Linked DNA regions of Rattus norvegicus: region 1 is linked to region 2. A link is a contact called in public Hi-C data. All regions are on one chromosome and are shown on one strand. Each heading gives the region's core, a stretch centred on a gene start, on an enhancer-like site or on the middle of the called end of the contact. The rest is flanking DNA. Distances are from core to core; before and after follow the strand shown.

Region 1 (5,274 bases), core at 2,562-5,061, 61 kb before region 2:
CCAGGCCCAGCTGTCATGGGGTGAGGACACCCCAGTGTCCATCCACAGGCAAAGGGGACATAATATCTAGTCCAGACTACCTCAGCCAGAGAGCTGTGGTTGCGGGATAGGATTCTGATTGGTAAAGTTAAGGAAAATCCCAGAACACTGGAGCTGGGGAGAGATGGCTCAGTGTTTAAGACTAGCTGTTTTTCCAGAGCCCAAAGCTCAGTTCCCAGCACCCACTCAATGGCTCATGATCCTCTGTAACTTTGGTCCCAGGGTATCTTCTTGTCTCTTTTGTACATGTTACACATATTATGCAGGAAAAGCACCCCCCACCCACACATTAACTAATTAATTAATTTAATTTGAGACAAAGTCACATTTTATAGTTCTGGCTGGCCTGGAAATTACTGTGTATACCACAGGTTGACCTCTGCCTCCTGGGTGCTGAGATTAAAGGTGTACACCACCACACCCAGCTTTTTTTCCATCTTTCTTTTCTAGTTAAGAAAGAATACCCCAGGGCTGGAGAGATGGTTCAGAGGGTAAGAGCAGTGACTGCTCTTCCAGAGGACCTGAGTTCAAATCCCAGCAACCACATGGTGGCTCACAACCATCTGTAAAGAGATCCGATGCCCTCTTCTGGTGTGTCTGAAGAGAGTGACAGTGTACTCACATGTATAAAATAAATAAATCTTAAGAAAGGAAGGAAGGAAGGAAGGAAGGAAGGAAGGAAGGAAGGAAGACCCCAGAACGGTGAGGGGCAGAATCCATCACTGGACAGAGAGGCAGGCCCTACCCACAGACCACTCTGACTACCCAACTGTGCTTTCTCCTGGGGAGGGCTCCTGTCTTCTATGATGCTGGGTACTTACTACATGTTGGGTGACTGACTATAGTGCTCTAGAGCACAAAGCAGGCCACCTCACCTCTCATAGCATTTCTCAGTGTCCTGACCTTAGACTTCCAGTCAGTCAGTGAGCAGTGAACTTCTGTAGTCTATAAGCCTCTGTGCTGCATCGCACACATGGTATGGAACCAGCGGTTCCCAATTCCTTGGAGGTTGAGGGGTGCTGCCAAGGGTGGGTAGAGGAGAGGGTACAACCAAACCTCTAACTCCAAGTGTAGCATGTGCTGGAGTCCAGTTGCTTCCGACACAAGTTAACACAGCTTAGGCCTAATCAGAGGTCTTTACAGTTAAAGCCAGTGAGGCCCAGGATCCCACAGATTACCTAACCGCACCCCTGCCCAGTCCTTTTGCACCATGCCGACTTGTAGCTGGGGCTTTCCTAACCCTGACCCCTCTGCTCTTTCTATAGCCACCACTTCAAGCTAGTTTGGTAGAGGAGAAGGCCAAAGTTCCTCAGGGTCAGGCTGTTTTCCTTCTTAATCCTACTTCTGGACTGCTGGGAGGACTGACCATCAGAATCACAAGGACTAGGGACTCAGTCAGTGGACAGGAGAAGCCAGAGACCTGCTGGGCAGGCGAAGGGGGCCTGATGGGGTTAGAATCAGCTGTTTACATATCACTCTGGTCTGCAGACAGGTACACCAGGGTCCTGACCAAGCCCTGCCCCTACTGCCTTGCTCTGTCTGCCAGGACACCCAGGGCTCCAGGAGGTTCTGTCATGTCCCCATCAGAGCTCAGGTGGGCCACTTTGTCATCAGTTCCTGTACAAGGACTATTTGGGCTACCGTAGCCTTTACAAAGTTCTTTATAGCAAACCAAATCAGAACAATGGCACCCAGCTGAGAAAACATAAGGCTTACCCCAGACCAGAGCACAGACTCCACTGACTGTAGTGGAATCCTGTAGAATCTCTGGATCCTCCTATCCTATCCTATTCTGCACACAGAGCCACCCACCATGCATGCTCCCCACGGAGCTCTCTTGGCACCTCATGCAGCTCCTCTGGAGTCGGGCCTGACTGAGCCTGTCCTGCTGATTATCTGTAGCCGCCTGTGCAGCAGCTCTAGGAACCCCAACTCTTGGGGCCCTCTACATAACCAGCCCCGAAGGCACCAGGGGATGGACAGCAGCTGGCCTTCCTCTGAGGGGGCTGCCCTAGGTCCACCACTATCAGCCCCACTGACAGGGCCTCTTGGTGCCACCCAGCCCTTACTACAAAGTCTGCATGCCCATCTTGGGACTCTGCACACATGTAGCTTCCAAGTAAGCGTGGGCCCCTGCAAGCCAGAAAAGAAGAACTGTGACCTCTCAATTAGGAAAATGAAACAAGCCATCAAGGTCAGGATCTGCAATTCCACATCCAAGCCAAAAGGAAACTTCCAAAGCTTAGGGTGTAAGACAAGCAAGCAAGCAGTGAAACAACTCAAATTTGGGTGGGGAGAACGACCCCTACTCTGCCTGCCTCTAATTGAGATCTAATGACTTGTAAGCAATGAATGTTCCTGGGGGGTGGGGATCCCAGCAGAGAACTGTTTTCCCCAAGGGTAGATGTGAAACCCAAACTTTCTATGGACCTAGATCTATGATCCAGACTCCAGGAGAGGGAAAGGGGTGGGGAGCAGAGTAAGGAAAAGCAGGGGTGGCATATTCTCTCCATCATAGAACAGTGCCTGGCATGGCCAGCCAACTCCCTCCAGGCACAGGCAAATCTGCTGAGGAAGACCAGGGGTGCATGCAAGCATCCTAGTGCTTTGCCGGGGCGGGGGGGGGGGGGGGGTCCCCACACGTGGCCAGGCTGGTCACTCTCATTCAGGAAAGCTCTGACCCAGAAGACTCCAGTTTCCAGGACTTCCCGGGGAACCAGTGGTGGAATGGTAGAAGTCTGAGTGACTGCCTTCCTAGGCAGACAAGCCCTTTCTGCCAAACTCCAGAGCTGGCTGGCTAGCCAGGCCAAGACAGGTGTCTCATAGAGGCCAACAGACTTGCGTTAATAACTTTCTGGGCATTATCTACAGGGATGAGACGCAGGTACGCAGTTCTCCTCCAATCTTGGTGTGGAGCCAGAGTACAGAAGAAAAGAATGCGATCCCGTCATTCTAAGACGCATGTGGGAAATTCCCAGGCTGCAGGCTTGTGGGACCACGCAAAAGGCACGTCTGGCAAGAAGACACCACTAATCCTCCAAGGGGCGTCAATATGGCTCGGGGATAGGGTCACCGCGTGCTTTGTTTGAGACTTATTGGACGCTAGGGACAGCTCTCGGATCAGATAAGAAACATAGCATTGGCCGCACCCCGCCCCAGACAAAGAACTCAACTCCAGGCAGGTAAGCAAGGCACCACGCACTCGGTGGCGGACTGAGCACTGGGGCGCAGACAAAGACGCGCGCCCCTACCGTACTCCGCCTGCCTACACCGCGCGCCTGATGGACCCAGGACCCTCGCCAGACAACACCCTGCCGCTTGCCACCACAGGCGCCCCAGGTGCAGCCGCGGGAACACGGGGACTCTGAGGAACCTGCTCCGGTGGAGGATGCGTGAGCGGGATTTCCAGAGTCGTCCTCTTGTCCGTTCCTTTAAGGAGTCGGTGCTTCCCCACCTGCGATACCCTAAGTCCCGCTTTGCTCTTCGCGAACTGACCTCTCGGGCACCCAGATCCTGCGCGCTTCTCTGCGTTCGTCGATGGTCTCAATCCTAGGTGCTGCACGGACGCGGGTGGCAGAGAAACTCCCGCGGGCCTGCCATCCAGGGAGTCTCTTTCTGCATGCCCAGCTTAGCCAGAACCCGGGCCGGGGACGCGCGAGGCGCACAAGACCCCGCGCCTTCTCTGAGCGCTGCCGGCGCTCTGGGCAAAGCCGCCAGGAGCCGTCCGGCGGGCGGGGTGGTGGTGGCGCGGGCAGGCGGAGCGCTGTGTGGGCGGGGCACGGGCAGGCCCAACTAATCCAGCCCCGAGGCGCAGATCTGCGCGCACAGGACGGTTGTCTGTCTGATCTGACCCAGTGGTACCCCAGGCTCAGCGTTCAATGGCCACAAGAAACGCCCGTGGGCTCTACTCCATGATCATCACAAAAACAAGTTACAGACAACTGGCACTCCACTTACATTAAGGGAAACAGCGCCAGAAAGAAGCGAGACCACTGGCAAGTCCAGGAGCTGGGGTATGAAGGGCTGACAGGATCCCCAGAGCCAACAGCAAATGTGCCAACCAACCCCGTTTTTGCTTTGAATCCAGATCTGACTCTAAGCCATCCCACGCTGAAAAGGGCTGTGGCGCCAGGGCTACCCCCGAGCCCTAGTTACTTTACAGAAGGCTGGAGACACAAAGCATCTAGTTTTGTTTGCTTGCTTGTTTGTTTGTGAGGACAGGAGAGCTGCCCAGAGTCCACAAAGAAGCTGAGTATGCTTGCCTGCCACACAGACCTTAGCACAACGAGCCCTTCAAGTACAGCACGCACACAGGTGAAACACAGAGCTCTGCAATTCCATGCAAAGGCCCTTGAAATTCAAGGACCCACACAAAGCTTGAGGTGGAAGAAGGACCCCTACTTGGGCTTCAGAGGCCTGGTCCAGCATGGGCATCCACTTTGTGGGAATTCAGCCATTGCTAGGCCTGTGGGAGCCAGCTCCACGGGGTGCATTAGAGGTAGAACCAGCATTTATCTTTACAACTGCAGCTCTTGGAAATCCAGTGATAACTGGAGACCTGTCAGAAGTGTCAACAGTATCTTCAGCTCTTTCATTATGTTTGACTTATTTACCAAATAAAGGTCCTCTCCTTACAAAGGAAAAAAAATAACAAAAGCAAAATCACCACCAAATCCTGTTATTTGCTCCCACAAAACAAAACAACAAAAACGGCTGTGCTAGATGCCTAACAGCCACATTCTCACAAGCACCAGTCAGCAATCAGAAAACTGACAGGGAGGAGAGACTGATATGGTCAAGAGTCTGGTTCCAGGGGCCAGGATTCAGTAGGCCAAGTTCCTCCTGGGATGGGAGTGGACTGGCTGTAGGGAGTCAGAGCTGAGGAGCAGTGACAGAGCATGGTCACCTGAAGTGATCCTTACACACACCACGGTAAGGGCTACAGAAAGGTCGGCAGGGATGTACGGGAAAGGGGTACATGTGTCTCTTTCTGGATGCCTGGCCCAGGGCAGGACCCTCCAGCTATGGCCTGCTCCTGGGACTTCACTCTGTACTAACTGGCTGACTTGGCTAGCTGGCCCATCGGCCCTCCAGAGCCCAGGGGAGGCAAGTGCTATACTGTCTCATCCATCCAAGCCCTGGTGTAGTTTCTGCTAAGCACCACTGCTCTGAGAGTTGCTGTGTTCTGGTTTTCAATTGAGTCTGTAGGAGAGTGGTACACTCTTAGCCTGGAAA
Region 2 (5,613 bases), core at 1,980-4,479:
AGAAAATCTATTTTTCCTAAATGCCAGAGGGAGGAACCAAGGGTCTATGGATCCCTGCCCTTCACTCCCCAACATGTTAAGAGAAGACCAGCTCGAATGCCCTCAGTTACAGCATGAGGCTCTTAGTTTAAATCTGTGGTTAAGTATCACACTGCATCCTCTCTAGCCAACAATCACCACCATGACATTTGGGAAGGTAGTTATCCTCACAGATACAAGAGTCAAAGGTTGCAACCCCTACAAGGACAAAGGGAGATGAACAGAGATATCTGAGGGTGCCCCGGCACAGGGAGCCTACACACACATTTTCAAATAAGTTAATGGGACATTCTCCCATACATCCCACAAGTCATTCACATATACTGAACTACCTTTGGGGGGATTATGTAGACTTTGCTGACACTCAAATAATGTCATAGCATGTGGGGATCCTAAAGTCACTGTTGAGAAGCGCTCTCTCTCTGTGCTGGAGTCCTGTTGGTCCTGAGAATGTGGCAGGCCATCTCCCCCAGCAAATGAGGGAGGCTGCAGAGCAAGGGAACCAGCAGCAGAACAGACTGTAAACTCCAGTCTTCTTGTGTCTCGGATCTCTCATCTATAGAGTGGGGAGTGTCCAAACCTGCTTATAAGGTCATTTGATGGGATAAATGAATTCGTATCTGTAAAGACAACTGGCAGAGTGAACTAGTCACCACTGTGATAGGATGGGGTTATAAATTACTTGACTTCAGGGAGAAAAACTAGTTTCAGTAAATGAGACCAGCAAAACTCTTCTAGACATGATCTAGATACTATGACCTGTCCAGATATCAAGTACTTCCCAAGGCCAAACTCAGAAAGGTCAGAAGTGAGGCTGCGCATGAGGTGTAAGGCAGAACCTGGAGTAAGCAGTAAGATTGTATGAGTCAACTCTCTATATATGTGGCCTAGAAGAGGAGGGGAAAGGCCAGAGAACACAAGCGGAGCCAACACAAGCAGACTACTAGATACAAATGGGCTGTTCTAATGACAGTGTGATGTGTGGCCTTAAGGCAGTAACTCTGGACTTCAAGGGCTATTCCTCCTTTCACAGGTATTCATTTCTCACTATGTTGAGTCTTGGTTGTTTCCTTCTGGGTACTGGGGGAACCTGTAGTCACAATTCTCCCATTGACAAGTTTGAGGGGCAGAAAATCCAGGGATACCAGTCAAGTCTCCACAGAGTGGGAGAAGGCGAAACCAAAAGGTAAGGTGAATGGAATTAAGAATACCTTCTTCAGATGAGATTTTAAATCGACGGCTGAGTTAAGCTGTACAATACAAACAATACACAGATAGACAGAGCATTTAAGGTGAGGCGGTAAACCCCAAGACCCAGAGAGGCCCAAAGAAGAAATGCGGAAAAGGCTAAATGCATCTACAGGCTCTTTGGAGCTCTTTATGGGCCCAGCAGACACAGGCGTGGCAAGGTAGGAATTGAGATTACAGATCTGGAGCGTGTGGTAGCACCATGGTTGTAATGTAGGAGCTTTAGCACAGTGTCTGACTGTCATTATCATGCCTAAAGCAGAAACCCGAAGCCTTCATATGTCTTAGCACATCAGCACCAGACACAAGACAACACACCCCACAAAATCGTCTTAGTTTAAGATCTTTGGCTTCGGCCCAGAACTCATCTCTTGTGTTCCCCAAAAGACACAAGGGCTGAACACAAGGTGTGCCTCGGCCCTGCATTCATTCAAATGTGTATGGAACAAACCCAACTCAGGGCTACTCATGGTGGCCATCACCATCCCACCCTCACTGAGCTCTACAGACCCAGCGGACCCCAGAATTAGGATATGAAATGGGGGGGGGGCTCAATTTAAACATGCCATGACCAACTCCCCTTTCTCAAGCTTGGCCTGAAAGTGGGGAATCGCAGATATCAGTCAGGGCAAGAGTGAGAAGGGTTGCAGTTGTCCCTAAGACCACAGCCCAGGGAGTGAGATATGGTTCCCAAGGTGTTCACTCTGCATTCCTAGGGGCCTCTGAAGGTTCTGCTAGTGCTCTTTAGGCCTGACCGGCATTTCCAACCACTTGTCCAGAGACACAGTGGCTACCCGCTCGCCCACTCACTCACTCACTCGCTGACCATCTCTCTCACTTCCTTCTCTCCTAAGATAGGAAGGACACTTTGCTCAGCAAATACTGTGCATGACAACTCATTCAGACATGTATTTTTAGAAAACCTATTACTTATACCCATGCAATAAGTAGTCACCAAGAAGGATTTGACTCCCGGTCTCATCCAAACAACCCTTAAGAGATCACCCAACAGGAAGAATCCCCAAGTGTCCACCTTATCATCGCTGCCTCCCGAGGCTCAACACTGTCCAACTCCCCAGCTGGTCCCGGACGCAGCGTTAACTTGGCAACAAGTAACAACCGCTGCAAAGCCCGCTTGGTTGGCATGCTTTAAGTCCTTCCACACACCCCTCACTCCAGGTCCTCTTCCTGGCAAGGTGCAGCGCGGGCCCAGGAGGCGTGCATATGGGTTTCCTTGGTCCCGGGTCTGGCCTTCCAGCCCACCTACCTCCAGGGCCTCCAGGGTGCTGAAGCTGGCTATAGCGAAGCCGTCAATAACCTCCTCCTCCTGCGAGCTGGACTCGCGGCGACGGCGCCGCGGGGGGCGCGCAGCGCGCAGAGGCGTAGGGCGCTGAGGCGGCGCGCCGTGGAGTCCCGCGTTCTCCTTGCCAGGACTGGGCTCTGGCTCCTCACCGGACGACGGGCTCTGCGCGCGGGCGTCCCGGGCAGCTTCCCGACGCCGGCCGCGATCTCGCTGCGCGCGCGAACGCCGGCTCGGCCGGACCTTGGCCTCCATGGCGGCGCCGCGGCGGTGACCTTGGCGCCCCGCGCCGCCTGCTACGCCGTGCCGCCGGGCTGCGAGGGCGCCGTGCGGGCTCGGGGCCGGGGCGGGCTCGGGGCCGGGACGGGCATGCCGGGCGCGGGCTCTCAGCACTGGACGCCGCGCGGGCTAGGACCCCGGGTCCCGGCCCGGCGCACCGGAATGCGGCGGGCTCTCAGCGGCCCTAGACCAGGCCCCCAGGGACACAACCCATGGCGACCGGCGGGCAGCAGCAGTGGGCGGCCGAGGACGGCGGGTGGCGGAGCTTCTGAGCACCGGGACGGTGAGGCAGACACAGTAGTGGCAGCGGCCAGAGCGGATAACAACTGACGCACTTCCGCCGGGCCGGAGTGCCAGAGGAAGCGGGCGCAGCTGGGGGAGGCTGACCCGTCGACTCCGCCCCACCCTGGCCCCGCCCTGACCCCGCCCTTCCGGACTAGATGGCTCTGCGCTGAGCTGCCCCTCGCCCTTTCACATTAAGCCCCGCCCCGGGAGGGGGTTTTCCCTTTGCCCCGCCCCCGCAACAGGCCACACCCGTTTGCGCACTTCTCTTTAGAATTCCGCCCCCATCCCCGTCAGACCACGCCCCATTCTTCCGGGCTCCACCTCTCTTGTCTAAGCTCTCAGTTCCTTAAGCCCCGCCCTTGCCTTCCGGTCCTGCTCACCTGTGCAGGACGCTGAGGTTAGTCCTGGTCAGATCCCGCCCACTTCAAGCCCCGCCTCACTGACCACGCCTAGTAGGCAATTAGCGCTCAGATACTTATACTACCCAGCCACCAGCTTCGAGTTTGTGGCGGTGGGCGCCGCCCCTTCCGCCTTTCACCTAGGAGGTGATGGGTCTATGCACCTACAGCAGCTTCCGGCAAACTGAGTGTAAGCCTGTGAGAGAGTAGGCTGGTCAGTTCTGGAGTCCACAGTGGTGGAGTCCTGTAAGCGTCGAGTATGTCATCCTCCACCTGCAAACCCTCAAACCCAGTCTCACCCTGGTCCCCAAGCTAAATTAGGTAGCTCTCTTAAAACCCTCCGGCCTCGAGTATGCTTTCCTTAGAGACCTGCCTACACTAGTCAAGGACCTGGGGACTGCTGCTAGGAAGTTCAAAGCTAGACAAAACCGTGGGTTTCCTCAGCAACTTCCCCAGTTGGAATGTCACATGGAACCGACCACTAATTCACACAACAATTACCCAGAAACCTCTGAGGTGCTTTGATGGCCTTGAGAAATGGGAACATTTGACAGGAAGAAAGGGGAGGTTGTTACAGCTTGGGCACTGAGTGAAAAGGAACACTGAGCCATGCCTACATCTTAGCAGCAGAGGCCCTGAAAAGAAGCAGTCACAGCTGGAGAAAGCCCCTGGACAGGACCTCAAGTGCACATTATCTGACTGCTGAGAAGGGCCACAGGCTCTCTGCCACTCTGTCCCTTGGGGCATCTGGGAACATGGCGTACCATCCACAAGTGCTCTTCTTTCACATAATAACACAGGACCAGCATACCTGCCAGCCTAACCAGGGTGAGGGGGTGGAAGCCTCCCTCCTCTTCCCATTCCAGATTTTATTATGAAAACAGTCTAACTAGCTAAGAACCTTGTTCGGAAGACACAAACCAAAGCAGCTTCTCATTCCTGCTCACTCTATTCTCTTTTAGACACCTCCTCCCAAGACCACCACACCCCCAGCTTGCCGGGAGATTCCCTCCCCTAGGTCAACCCTTTTCTACTCCAAAAACAAGGGCTGAGACCCAGTTTTTTTAAGTTTTCAACAGAAATAACAGGTATCCTTGCTTACCAGGTCTCCTATATTCTCTGATGCAATGCCTCAGTGAAAGGCAGGGGCTCCAGAGACCAGGCTAGGAAGAACTTTCTTTCTGGGTTTCTTCCCAATTTCCTTAGCTCTCCCGGGATTAAAGACACTGTTAATTCATTTCCAACTTAGAGACCAGTCATGGCCACCCTGGAGGAATAGGGCTGTAGCTCAGTTGTTCCCTAGAGGAGGTTTGCTAAGGAAAGACATGTGTACTGATTTTCTCCCACAGACACAGGGAGAAAGGGAGGCAGGCCTAAGAGGGGCTGGGACATTCTTCATTTGCTTCCACTTAGAGGGTCATTTTGTTCACCCAGCTTGGCAAAGACTTGATAAAGTTGTTGATGCAATTTTTAAAGGATTTATTTATTATATATAACTTACACAACAGAAGAGGGCATCAGATCCCATTACAGATTGTTATGACCATGTGGTTGCTGGGATTTGAACTCAGGACCTCTGGAAGAGCAGTCAGTGCTCTTAACCGCTAAGCCATCTCTCCAGCCCTTATACTAGTTTCTTAGTGGAAATGATAATCCTAACTGTAAGTGGAAGCCCCACCTTCTGGTGTCTGTAAACTGATGCCTCCAGTTCAGGTCTTGTCAGGTCCATTTGAAGTAACTCTTTCTTTTTTAAATTTGCTTATTTTTATTTTATGTGCATTGGTGTTTTGCCCACTTGTATGTCTGTATCAGGGTATCTGGTCCCTGAACTGGATTTACAGATAGTGGTGAGCTGCCATGTGGGTGCTGAGAATTGAACCCAGGTCCTCTGGAAGAGTAGCCAAGTATTCTTAACCTCAGCCACCTCTCCAGGATTAGCTCTTAAAAGATTTGGTTGTTGAGGCGCTGAAGAGATGGCTCAGTGATTAAGAATATGGGCTGCTTTTCCAGACCACCTAGATGGCACCTCAGTTGTTTCTAATACAAGCTCTAGGGTATCCAACA

The links. A called contact is a pair of places that touch in the nucleus more often than the background predicts.
Region 1: a contact with region 2 is called in a Hi-C map of liver, with 2.2 times the contacts expected there. The contact joins the enhancer-like site here to the promoter of Fbrsl1 in region 2. A contact is called at or near these places in 4 of 12 Hi-C or Micro-C datasets (the Rat2 cell line, kidney, liver and 1 more).

Annotation. Positions count from the first base shown.
Region 1 is chr12:51,951,153-51,956,426 of GRCr8, reverse strand. All of the region lies in intron 5 of Fbrsl1 (fibrosin-like 1), which reads right to left. Among named protein-coding and RNA genes, the nearest start is that of Lrcol1, 44 kb to the left of the region's middle. Within about 2 kb of position 3,811, at least 68 of the 93 cell types and tissues checked have an H3K27ac peak or open chromatin away from gene starts, as enhancers often do. A contact at or near this core is called in kidney and liver, where this site is marked.
Region 2 is chr12:51,888,851-51,894,463 of GRCr8, reverse strand. It overlaps Fbrsl1 (fibrosin-like 1), which reads right to left and starts at 3,229. Exons shown (of 19, transcript XM_017598560.3): 1 at 2,555-3,229. The coding sequence starts at 2,842.